2 separate regions of the Mus musculus genome follow, and region 1 is linked to region 2. A link is a contact called in public Hi-C data. All regions are on one chromosome and are shown on one strand. Each heading gives the region's core, a stretch centred on a gene start, on an enhancer-like site or on the middle of the called end of the contact. The rest is flanking DNA. Distances are from core to core; before and after follow the strand shown.

Evidence for each region. Hi-C and Micro-C count contacts between places; a contact is called where the count stands out from the background.
Region 1: a contact with region 2 is called in a Hi-C map of the N1E-115 cell line, with 7 times the contacts expected there. The contact joins two enhancer-like sites. A contact is called at or near these places in 3 of 484 Hi-C or Micro-C datasets (the N1E-115 cell line, cortical neurons and nephron progenitors).

Annotation. Positions count from the first base shown.
Region 1 is chr10:9,735,406-9,741,842 of GRCm38.p6, forward strand. No RefSeq gene overlaps it. Among named protein-coding and RNA genes, the nearest start is that of Gm31471, 39 kb to the left of the region's middle. Within about 2 kb of position 5,041, at least 2 of the 459 cell types and tissues checked have an H3K27ac peak or open chromatin away from gene starts, as enhancers often do. A contact at or near this core is called in the N1E-115 cell line, where this site is marked.
Region 2 is chr10:8,963,629-8,970,795 of GRCm38.p6, forward strand. No RefSeq gene overlaps it. Among named protein-coding and RNA genes, the nearest start is that of Gm51794, 42 kb to the right of the region's middle. Within about 2 kb of position 4,968, at least 56 of the 459 cell types and tissues checked have an H3K27ac peak or open chromatin away from gene starts, as enhancers often do. A contact at or near this core is called in the N1E-115 cell line, where this site is marked.

The DNA of each region.
Region 1 (6,437 bases), core at 3,791-6,290, 770 kb after region 2:
TTGCTTGAAGGTTTCCTTTCTTAGAGATTGCCTTCAAGTTCTCTTGTGTTGCAGCTCCTGCTGGTTTTCCTCCCCACCCCCAGACCCAAGTATTTCTTTCAGACTGTGGAACAAGGGAACTCGGGTGAAAATGTTAGCGGGTAGCTGTGCATTTTCTCAGCATTTCAAATCCCTTTTCCAGCCTGGGCTGCTGTAAAAGCCTTGCCTGCCTTTATCCAAGTGCTAGCTAGCATTTAGGTCTCAGGAGTGGAGGTGGGGTGCTGGAATGATCTTACTTTAAATTCCATTCTTCTCCCCTAATCTGGTTGCTCTTATTAAATTTTCAGAGTTCTCGCCGCTGTTCTATGCATCCCATACTCTTTGACATTTGTATTTAATTAGACCGAAAAAAAAGTAGTGCACGCACTCCATTTTCCCAGCATCACAACACAAAATGATCTCTTAGGCTATAAGGAAACCTGCACTAGGGACTCTCGGGCAGGCTCAGAGTTTGGGAAGACATTGCTGGAGCCCGTTTCCTGAGCGTCTCCCTCTCTGCTGCTGTGCGCTTTTCTTGCTCTGTTTGGACTCCCAGCCAGAAAGCTGTTAGAGGAAAAATAACGACTGCAACATTCACTTTTGTTTTCATTTTTATAATTTCCAATACTCCATAATTTTCGTGCAGGCACAATTTTATGTTAGATAATAGTCTTCCCATGAATACGTGTAAATTCTTGTTGAGTGCAATTTTTGTCGAAAATGACTCTTCTCGGTTTTTCTTAGTCCGCAGAATAATTGTTCTTGCTCTTGGAAGGCATGTTTAAGTCCTTTTCTGTGGGTTTTATTTTGGACAAGTTCAGTTTACTTGTTCTCAAAGTTACTGTTCCCCTGAGCTGCACGAACACCCTCCTGTCCCCATGAACCTCTGGAAGGCAGTTGTCTCTGTTCCTGTGTCCTGTGTTATTTCTTTTTCTTTCCAACTTTAGGAGGATCTAACTGGCAAATAAAATTGCATATATTTAAGGTTCAGAAAGTGCATACGCATGGTGAGAACATTTAAAATCTATTTCTTAGCAGATTCAAATATATAATACATCATTATTGATTGGAGTCACCATACTGCATATTTCTACAATATTGATTGCTATGATTTGAACACAAAATGTCCCACACAGGCTCCCGTCTTTTGATGTTGGCTCTCTAGCTGGTGGTGCTGTTTGGGGAGGCCATAGGAGCTCTGGGATGTCTGTCCCAACTAGTAGGAGTGGACTGCTGGAATGGGGCCTAGGTGTTTTACCAGTTCTTCCGTATGTTCTGAGCTCTCCCCTTCTTGCTTATCTCCCATCAGGGATGCTGCCATGCCGTCCTTCCTGTGATGAGACTATAAGCTATTTCCATCAGATACTCTGTCACAGTCATGGGAAAGTAACTAAGAAATTCAGTTTGCATCACTGAAACTTTGTGGGGTTTGATCAACCTTTTCCATTTCCCAACCCACCCTACACAGGCAATCACCATTCTCTTCTCTGCTCAAGTTTCAGTTTTTAATAGTTTTTTATAGTTCCACATATAAGTAAAATCAGGAAATATCTTGCCTTTCTGAGCCTGGATCATTTTACATAAAATAATGTTTTCTAAGTCCATCCTCATCCCCCATCCCCTGCCCTATGTCAGTTTTTGAGTAAAGGTCTCACTCTCTAGCTTAGTGATAACTCTCCATGTCTGAACTGTCTTTCTTTCTATGGCTGGGGAATATTTATCTCTGTGTGTTTCTTTATCTGTTTTCTCATTGGTGGATGCATAGGTTTGCTGAGGTTGAATCCAAATCTTGGTCATTATGAGGAATTTTGCATTGAAACTGGAGGTGCAGATATGTCTTTGTCATATAGTCTGTGTTGATTGCAACAATCTCCAATAATGACTGAGTTTGTGGTAGTTACATTTTTAATATTTTAAGTAACTTTTATACAGTTTTCCATGTGTGCATCAATTTATATTCTCTACATCTTTGATAACCCCTCTATCTTTAATGAATTTGAAATGATAACTCATTATAGATTTGATTTGTATCTCTGATAATAATGTTGCTAAGTTTTTTCACATGCTTGGTTATTTGTATTTCCATATATATATATTTCTGTAAGGTTTTGCTCACTTTCCATTTGGAGTCTTGGCTTTTGCTGTTCAATAGCACAGGTTCTTTACATCTTTCTGGATATCAAGTCTCTCTGTGACATGTGGCTTGCAGAATTTCTTCCATACAGTACTGTACCCCTTTACTTCTTTTGAAGATTTATATTCTGTGTACAGAAACTTTACTGCAGGATGCAATCCTATTTGTCTATTTGTTGTATTTTGCTCTCATTTCAAAATAAACTATAGCCCAGATAAATATTAACAATTTCAAGTCTTCTCATCTGGTGTATTTTTCTATCCCATGCCCCATCCCTGGTTATGTGTAGCTCTCTAATTTAATTTGGGGGTTATTTTGTATGTAGATTAATTTACAGCTTAATTACTTCTTCTTCTTCTTCTTCTTCTTCTTCTTCTTCTTCTTCTTCTTCTTCTTCTTCTTCTTCTTCTTCTTCTTCTTCTTCTTCTTCTTCTTCTTCTTCTTCCTCTTCTTCTTTTTGTTTGTTTTTTGAGACAGGGTTTCTCTGTGTAGCCCTGGCTGTCCCGGAACTCACTTTGTAGACCAGGCTGGCCTCGAACTCAGAAACCCGCCTGCTTCTTAAAGGCATGCGCCACCATGCCTGGCTCTAATTACATCTTCTACATGTGAACATTCCACCTTTCAGACTTATTTGTTGGAAAAAATTATCTTTTTCCTGTTGTATATTCTTCCTAGTACCTTTGCTGGAAATCAGTTGGCAGCAAATTGGTGAGGTAATTTCTGGGGTTTTTATTTTCTTTCATTGGCCTATGAAATAGATTGTGAATCTTTTTTTAAAAACCAGTGCCATTGAGTTATTATAGATGTTTTTGTACACACACACACACACACACACACACACACACACACACACAAACACACTTTTGTATTTGGTTATTTGAGGCAGAGCCTCATTTATGTATTCTGATGGCCTTTGAACTGGTTAATGTAGCCTGTGCTGGCCTTATCTTACTCCTGATCCTACTGCCTCTGCCTCCAAGAGCTGGAATTACAAGCATACAGCACTGTGTCCGGCTGTTCTGTTGTTGTTGTTTGTTTGTATATTTTGAAGTCATGAGTTAGTGTGATGCCTCCAGCTTCATTCTTGCTTAAGAGTGCTTTGGCTACTTAGCATCTTTAATGGTTCTACAATTTTTCTCAATTCTATTTTTAATTTAGTTCCCAAACTACTTCCAAATTAACCAATTCCTCCAGAAGGGAAGGGGAGGCTTGGAGTCTCTGGATGTAAATAAAGGGTCACACCTGCCAGAGAACAAAAAATATTGGAAGACTCTTGAGGGCCTGTGGTGGTTTGAATATGCTTGGCTCATGGAAAGCACTATTATGAGGTGTGGCCTTGTTGGAATGGGTGTGGCTTTCTTGGAGGTAGTGCATCACTTTTCGGGGTAGGCTTTGAGGGTTCCTGGTGCTCAACCTCCACTCAGTTTGGAAAAGACAGCCTCTCCTGTATCCAGTCAGATCAAGATCTAGCACCATGTCTGCCTCCCTTCCATGATGATAATGGACTTAACCTCTGAAACTGTAAGCCAGCCCCAATTAAATGTTGTCCTTTATAAGCATTTACTTGGTCATGGTGTCTCTTCACAGCAATGGAAACCAAAACTAAAACAAGGCCCAACCTTAGCAGCGTAAGAGGGAACAAACCATCACTGGGGAGAGAGACTCTGACCAGCCAAACTGTGGAACAAAGTTTGTACTGGTGAAGTTCATACTAACTGGAAGCTGCTCACAGATCCCTAACGTTGCAGTTTTTACCGTCATCACCCAGATTGGGTTGCAGCTGCTTTTGAGTTATCCCTGCTCTCTGTAAATTACTTCCTTACCCGTACTCCCACTAGTCAGCCAAATACAGTCAGCAGTTTACCAAACCACTCACTGGTGCAACTGTGACTTTGGTCTGTCATTGTTTCTCTTTCTTTGGTGAGTAAAGATAAACGTGTAATGTCTCCTATGGAAATGTCTGCGATATAAAACAGACCTCTACATATAAAATATATATTTCACATATGTGTATACACACACACACACACACACATATATATATATAGTGGTTGTGATGCCTTGATTGGGAATCTTCATGTGAACATTGAAGATCCTGTTCCCCAATTGGTTCTTGATCAATCAATAAAGATGCTAGCAGCCAATGAGCTGGGCAGAATAGGCAGGACTTCCACTTTTCCCACATACAGGCTAGCAGAAGCGGGAGAGGTGAAAAAGATTCCCTATGCTTCAGAGAAAAAAAGCCACCAGTCATGTAAGATCTCAGGTGAAGTGGGCATTGGCCATTTCCCTGACTGGGCCTCAGGTAGCAGGAGGGAGGTTAGAAACATAGCTAAGTTGAAGGTAGATTTATGGTGTTGAGCTGCGACTAAAGGTTACCGAGCAACTAACGTTGAGGACAGGTTTAGGGTGCTGAGCTGGGAGTTAAAAGAAGGGCCGAGGAAGGCTTAGAGGAGCCCAACCATTGAGGTAAAGCATATCAGAAATAAACTGGTGTGTGTGTGTGTGTGTGTGTGTGTGTGTGTGTGTGTCTTTCATCAGTGGATCCAAGGGAACCTGAGCAGGGCTGGTAGTGCAGCCCACATGTAGCTTAAAGCAGGGTAACAAAAACTACACACTACACACACACACACACACATGTATATATGTGTGTGTGTGTGTGTATATATATATATATATATATATATACACACACATATATATCCCGGTAAGTTTATTTAGTTATGTTCATATGTATTTGTGTTTAGGGTTGGATAAGCTCTGAGGAGCCTTATCTCTAGAGAAAACTTACTCTGCCTCTTGGCCTTAATTGCCTGCAGCTCTTCATCTAGTGTTGAGGCCTTGTGCGATTTCCCCATCCATGTTGGCACTTCAAATGGTGTTGTCATTGTGCAGATCTCATTTAGGTAACGATACTGTTGACATTGTTGAGTACAGCTTTCCTGTCATATATAGAAGATACTATCACACAGCAAAGTTCTTTGTCCTCTGGCTCTTATAATCTTTCTGCTTTCTGTCTCAGTATGTTCCTTGAGACTTAGGTGTAGAATTTGCATTGGAGATGTATTGGTTTTTGATGGGAAACCCACAGTCTATTGCTCCCTGCATTTTGACAAGTGGTGGATTTTTGTGGTAGCGTTTGTCAGCTGCATAAAGAAGCCTCTTTTCTGAGTTCTACATTTTTGTATGGGTAGAAAGATAAATACTCAGGAAGCATTTAGAAAAATTACACTAGTTAGGTAAGTTGCAGCATAGGCCTTCTCTAGGGTCCATGATATAATTAAGGCAAGCTTGCCTTGTTATTTTTTAAAAATACAATTGTCACAGTCCATTTCAGCTGTCAACTGATGTAACACAGAGTCCCTTGGTAAGAACAATTCTCATTTGAGGAACTGCCAGGTCACACTGGCCTGTGACCACATCTGTGATACATTGTCTTAATTGCTAATTGATGTAGGAAGGTCCCCAGCCCAGTTTGGGCAGGTGCCATACCTATCTAAGAGGGTCTGAGCTGTGTAAGAAAAACAGCTGAAGAGGGCAGAGGACAAGCTAATAGGGTGCATATCTCTATGACTTCTGCTTTAGTTCCTGCCTCTAAGTTTCTGCCTCGAACTTCTGACCCGGCTTCCCTTGATAATGACAAATAAGGCCTCTCTATCCCAAGTCAATTTTGGTCAACATTTTATCATAGGAACAAACAGAAAACTAGAACAACATTGTACCTTCCATAATGTATAGCCTTTAGAGTGGGTTTTCCAATCATTACCACTGTTTAATTTGGAAACATTTCCCAAAGGAGTCCTGAATCAAGTACCAATCACTCTGTATTACTTCTTCCATTTGCATATAGCAAACACTGATAAATAGTCAATGTGAGTTTGCTGCTTTAGATCATAATTTGTAAGTGTGATAGTGTATGACAGTTTTGTTTAATATCTTCTATTTAGTATAATATTGTCAGGTTTCACACATTGTACAAGTTCATCATTATTGCATTTTCATTGGCAAATGTTCTACTATATGAATATATCATATAATGATTGTCCTTTGTTTTTTTAGTTGAGGAGACTTTAGGTTTTTCGACTTTTTAGATACTGTGCTATCAACACTTCTACACTCCTACAAGATTTTTTTTTTTCTGTGTGTAAAAAATGTTTTCCTTCTTTATGTGCGTGTGTGTGTGTGTGTGTGTGTGTGAGAGAGAGAGAGAGAGAGAGAGAGAGAGAGAGAGAGAGAGAGAGAGAGACTTTGTAAGAATTATGTGATGGGCGTGTGGATGCCCATG
Region 2 (7,167 bases), core at 3,718-6,217:
CCACCTCTGTAGTATCCTGTGCCTTTTCCCCTCTCTGATCCAGGAGATGGATTCAGAGACCCTTAGTGACCGGCATGGTTAAAGTGACAGGCATGGTTAGAGGTCCCTGAGGTTCATCTGTTGCTCTGTGAACGGAAAACTGTTCATACATTGTGGGTAATTTCTCTGTATGGGAAAGATTGAGTTCTCTCACTTAGCAAGTGTTTATAAAATGCACACATGTACAAGGCACTGTTCTAGACACACGGATTTGTTCTCGGGATAAATAACATTTAGAGTGCGATAATGGCTATTATCATCTGTGGAGGGCCTTATGAGAACAGACTCTAAAGTTATATTACTGGGCAATTACTGAGTCTCTGCTTGTTTTAGTTTTACTCTTTTGCAAAGAGTTTTATCTCACATGGCTCCCGTGAGGTTTAATGATGTTATGCATGGGACAGTCCTGACACACATGAGTGTTAGTGCTCATGATAGATACCTCTGTGATAACCTGGAGCTAAATGCTACTGTCACTGCTCTGAGGATGAGTTAACTGAGAGAGTTCAGGAAGACAGGAAAAACTCAGTCAAGGTCAAATGGAAGGTAAGCTGTGTATTAGCATCCTATCTGTATGGCTCTAAAGCCTATGTGTTCCTATGGTATATTGGTGCCCCAGAAGCACTCAATGTCCAGCTTGAAGCGACACAGAAAGTTTATACATCAGTAATCTGTGGCATGGGGATGCTACTTCCAAGCCCCCAGGTCTCTCCATTAAATCCCATGCATGTGTGTGCATACAAACACACATACACACACCTGCACACATGTACACACACATGCACACAAGCATACAAGCATTCTCTCTCTCACATACACCCCTGTCTATAATTGTTTCATTTACTGTTTATTCTAGTAAGGAGTTTGTCTACTTGCAGAATCTACACCACTAGGCATATATTTACCAAATTCTCTGAACACTGTCCTAGGCCCTGTCTACTTTTTGGTAGACAATCAATAAAAATATAAATTCACATCTTTCATATTTGATTCTGCATCTGCTTTCGCCGACTTGCATATTTAATCATTCGTACATTTATTATTCAGTCCTTTGTTTTCTAGTCATTGACCCAGTCTTTACTTGGTAGCAATCCTGTACTAGGTAAATTGCGGATGTTTTATGAACCAAACACAAGACTTTATTAGTATGCAAAGCATTGAATCCTAATAGCACAGCTTATATACATTAGTTTAAAAGGATGGGATACAGCAGAACTGTCGCTTGTCTTCTTTAACTGTCTCTTGTGGTTGCCACTGACGACCAGGAGACAGGCAATTCTATCACTACTTCACAGCTTCTACAAGACACACATTTTCTCCCAGCATCCTTTGTGCATCTTCCCCTTTGGGAACACACAGCTACATACTCCATGGGGTTTTCTAGTGCCAAACGAATCTCCTTCGGAGACCCACAGGGAATGCAACTGCTTTTCTGAACTTTTCCTTTTTGATTTGAAATGTAGAGACTCTGAGAAGCAACACTTTCCCGAGCGTTGGTGAGGATGATTTTGTTGGAAACAATAGTCCATAATCAAATGTAATAATTGCTGGGGCTGGAGAGGTGGCTCTGCCACTAAGAGCACTGGTGGCTCTAGCAGAGGCTCCAGTCACTTGCCAGCACTCATGCCACTCATGAGGCAGCTTGTACCATTTCTATCTCCAGTTCCAAGGCTTCTGATTTCCTCTTTGGGCCTCTGTGAGCACCTCATGCTTGTGATATGCAAATATAAAGGCAGGCAAAGCACTCATACCCAGGATGAAAATAAATACATTTTTATAAAGATATAGTAATTCCTTCTTTAAACAAACAAGCTCATGTCATGAGTAACATCCTGCTCTGTTTGTACCTAAACATATGCAGGGGAGTCTCAAGATTTGGATGCCGGTGACCACGCATACATTTATGCCTCAAAAGGGCTGTAGTTTATTTTATTTTATTTTATTTTATTTTATTTTATTTATTTATTTTTTTTTTTGCAGAAGTTGCTATAGAGCTGTGGGTGACTGTGAACTTCTGACTTCCTAGCACCAGGACTATAGGCATGAGCCACGATGGCTCCTGGCATTACATACAACTATAGATTGAACTATTGACATGCACATTGAACACTTTATCAGCTGAACTATAGAGGTCTCACAAACCAGTGTATCCCTCAGACTTGAGTTTTTCATCCTTGAAGTGGCCAACCCTGAACACAGCAGCTGGTATCCACCCAGTCAACATGGCTGGGTGGGCAACTCTCAAATGTATCTGAATTGCATGTTGGGGTAGACCAAACTTGAGCGTGCCCATGTCCACTGGAGAAGGTGTTCTTACATAAAGCTTTGGCTGGTGCCATCATGGTATCAGGTCTGTCCTCTGCAGGGGAAGGATGTGTGTACCTTAGCCCAATATAATTAGATTCCCAAGGTCTTTCAATAAGCAGCATTTTTTTTTCTATTTTGTGCTCATCAAGTAGTCTTGTGATGATAGAAGATAGAAGTGCCTGCTGAGGCTTGGTACTTAAGAGTCATATCTTTGGATGATTCTATTTCTGATTATGAATTAATAATTTAGCTTTGTATGAGTTATTGTGATTGCTTGGCCAATGGGAGACTGCTTCTGAGAGACCAGTCATGCTGAGCCTCCAACTATACGAGACTACACTGAAGTCCACAGCAAACTGACCGAAGTAAACCTTATGTCTCCAGGGACAGATACTCTTTGGCTGTCTTCCTTATGAGGACTTTTCACCATGAATATGGTTTATTTCTATCATTAATTTTTTTGATATAGAGTCTTGCTACACAGTTCAGGCTGGCTTTGAACTCAAAATTCTCTTTATTTTTATCCTCCCTAGCTCTAGAATTACAGGCCTGCCTCACTATACCTAGAAGATTGAAACTGTTTTTACCCTCAAAGACTGTAAGTTCATTTCTAGCAGAAGCCATCTGCATTGTGCATACCTCGTACAAAGGCTCCCAAAAGGAAGGGCTCACTAAATGCTCATGGAATGTATAAATGGAATAATAGAAACTATGTGGTTCCTTTGGGGACTAGCAAGCATATAGCAAGGCAAACTGAAATTTACAAATAAATTTTAGAAAGATTTTCAGTTATTTTATGTATAAAAATATGCTTGCCTGTATGTACATACATGCACGGCATGGCCCTGAAGGCCAGAAGAGGGTACAGGATTCTTTGGAATTGGAAGGAAGGGCAGTTGTAAGTCTTGTCTTAATTGGTCAAGGTTGGTCTACTCCAAGTTGTAAGCACATGGATGCTAAGAATTTCACCTGCTCTTCTGCACGCGCAACACATCCTCTTAATCGCTGAGCTATCTCCTTAGCTCAAAATAATCTATCTATCTATCTATCTATCTATCTATCTATCTATCTATCTATCTATCCATCTATTATTTACTTACTTATTTTCATCATGGAAGTGTGTGTGGTCTCTGGAGGTCGAAGACCCTTCCTCCGTGTGTTTGTAGTCATCAGATACATTTCACACCTATGGTTGAGGCAAAGCATTTCCTTCCGTACACTTCTGCCCTTTGCTATATCTAGTATTGTTTGTTTTGTGTCAGGCAGATGATTGGTGGCATGGGAAGTCCTATGTATTCTCCAGCAGTGATGAGAAACTTCAAGTCAAGGAAAAGCTATTCCTAGGTGAAGACGTTTATCGAGGAATGTGAGAAACAACAGACGAGACTAGACTTGATGTCACTCAAGATCACTTTCAGCAGCAACAGACATCTCCTCTGTGCCTTAGAGAAGTCTTTCCAGAGGAAAATCCACGAACTGAATGACAACGACAGCAATTACAATGAAAAAACTTCTCTTTAGGGAGCTGGGGACCCTTTTCTGTTGGCAAAATGTCTGCTTAGCATGGGTACCCTGGATTTCATCTCCTCCATTGCACAAAACTGGTGTGGGGGTGCATGTTTGTAATTCCAGAACTCAAAGCAGAGGCAGGAGGATCAAAAATTTAAGTTTATCCTAGGCTGCATAGTGAACTTGAGGCCAGTCTGGGCTGCATGAGATCCTATCTCAAAATAAAAATAAAAGGACATTTGTTTGGGTAAATCTATCTGTCTGTCTATCTTTTTACTCTTATTTTGATTTAACTTCACACACACACACACACACCACACACACACACACACACACACACACACACACACATATGTATGTGTGTGTGTGTGTGAGAGAGAGAGAAGAAACAGATACACAAAGAAATAAGAACACATACACACACACACACAAAGATGTTTCAAAGCTTAATTCTTATTTCTTTCAAACTCAAAACCCAAACAACATACTCCATCCCATTGTCTTTAATATAATTTCCCATTTTCCGAAAGGAAGTTACCTCTAGTTATAAACTGTGCTGATAGTTTTGTACCTTTGTAAAAAAGACACAGTAGAGACTGCCAAGGATGTTAGCTATGGGATAATTAATTGTGGTAAATTAATAACATCGAAGTCAGCAGTGGCTTCTGTCAGAGCAACACTGGGCCAAGGTAAGAGCAACACCTCAGGGGTCCTAAGCAGAGATCATCTGCACCCTGTCTTTCGACCGTGTTTTGACTGTGGCTTGATGATAAGCAGTGTGCGCGCTCTAATGTCAAGGCCTGATTTTATTAGCGGCATCTGTAATTGAGTTGTTGTGGGCTGGTTGTTATCTTCTTTACCTCTGCACACAGCCAAGTTTGGGAGAGGATCAGCCAGGAACCGAGCTGGGAGAGAGAAGATTTACTGTTGTTTGCTTTCATAAGCGGACAGGAAGTTATCAGGCCGGCAGATTCTAAAAGTCTAACCCTCCAGAGCCGTGCATGTTTTCTCTTTACAAGCAGCTGTTTCTCTTGGGAGGGCTCCTGGCAACCAACTGAGCTGAACATGGGGTACTGGAATCTGGGTTTAAAAGAGGAATGCTGAAGGCTGAGAGACGCAGCTTGTAACACACACACACACACACACACACACACACACACACACTGTGAGCAGCTAACTGTGAGATAGTCTTTTGCCTCCTGGTCAGGCAAAGCCAGAATCCACTCTGTCAAACAGTGTGACCTTTCTTTTCTTTTGTTCTCCACATCCCCAGGGACACATGCTTAGCTGAACCTTCTGGACAGTGGTTCAGCTGTGACCCAGCTGTGGTCACCAGACAGCAGCCACCAGACACAGAACTCCAGAAAGATCATCAGCACCTATTGCAATGCCAGCGTCATCTGCAGTGTGCCCGTTGAGCATCAGTCAGCATGCTCTCCTAAAGACATTTCAGGTTGCCAGTGGCTCTTGAACATTGTCTTGCTCATTCTGTACCATAGCAAAGACCTCAAGCAGTCTCTTCACACCTAAGCACACTTGTCCAACCAATATTATTATTATAATAACCAGTAAAATAATTTCCTGACACTGCGTTTACCCATCCATTTAGCAACACAGTGTTCTGATAGGGTTATCGTGAGAGGTCATGGGAAAAGCCATGCCCTATGAGTAAAGACAGCTTCCCTGCATGGTAGAAAGTTATTCTCTAGTGTCAACAGGCTTTTTGTGGACGAGAACCAGAAAGCAGTGGGTGGTGATGTTTGGCTTGCAGGCAGTCGGAATGCTGGATCAGAGCTAGGAAGAGGGGAGGAGATGAGCTCTGAGTGGAGGGTGGCATCCATAGCCTATGCCATCCTCTGTCCTTTACCTGGCCTATCTGTAAGTGTTCCAGCCTTGTCTCAGAGAACTTTCGGGAATTCTGAGAATAGTCTTGGGTTAGCAAATGAGGAGATGGCTAGGGGGAGGCTGGGGCCTCTGAGACTGCTGTGGTTGTCACAGAAGAGGCTTCGGGTCTTAAATAAGTAATGAGTCTATGGGTCTCTCATGTGGCCTTGAGGCGAGTCTCCCTGCACAGCCCACTTTGGAAAAGTGTATTTGATTTAACTCTGATGGTCTGGCTTCCTCTCTTGTTTCTTAAACTAAGACTGCTAGTCACCTCTACATGCTTCACAGGGACTAGTTGGTGACAAATCTCAACAATGGCTATCATGACTACAGAGCTGAAGTTCAGAGCCAGCTTTCCAGCAGGATTCCAATCCTCTCAATCACATCCAATTTCAACTCTCCCATAAGATCTGCCAACTGCAACATCCTGTTTCAACAGGGTGGCCAACATATGGGGGTCATACCATTAGTAAGGCTAAAAATAACACCACTGCATACTGGGTGCCAACAGACCAGAGCACTTAGAGGTTTTACAGCATATAGCACCAGCTCATTGCCATTATTTTTCCTTTTTTTTGTTTTGAGCTGGTCAGTGGGAGGAAAAAGACAATACTAAAAACAGTGTAAAGCTGTAGATGATCTAATAGCATATTAAAGCATCCCTGGAAATTTCTACCAAAATATAGATAGGATGGACAGACAGATAGATGATAGATGATTGATAGATAGATAGACAGATCGATAGATAGATAGACAGATGATACATAGATAGATAGATAGATAGATAGATAGATAGATAGATTAATCAATCTAGATCAGAGTAAAATGCAGTATATATATATTTCAGTGGTAAACTGATAATCTAGAGGGAATATTAATCAGCTTTTGAGGCGATCCTTGAACCTGTAAATCATGCTGCCAATGATAAGAACAGTCTCTGTGAAAATCATAACAAATAATGGGGCATGAGGGACAAATGACAGGGACTTGGGACAGATGCACCTTCACATTTTATTTTACCCCGAGAAAGACTGAGAACTAGAAATCAGAGTCCTTGTTGTTTGAAGAGAGCCTTTGAAATGGCTTGGGCATGAACATGTTCCCAGGCCAATTCTGTGCTCCCAAAACAGGGAGTCCAAAGACAATCAGACTCTCAGAGACTATGTTGCCAAGAAAAAAGTAAAACGGAACTCTGCCTTTTTGGCTTCCCCAAAGAGTGCTCCCTCCAGGTTCCCACCACACTGGAGAAGTCATTCACATATTTTCCCACCCTTTCTGCCCCCTCTGAATCATAAGGACTTGATTTCAGCCAGTTACTGACAAAAGAAAAATGGTCTCTTAAAACTGAGCCGAAGACTAGATTTAGGTAAAACAGAGAAGGCTAATAAAACCATCAGGATGTAAGCTCGTCCGAGTGCAAACATGGAA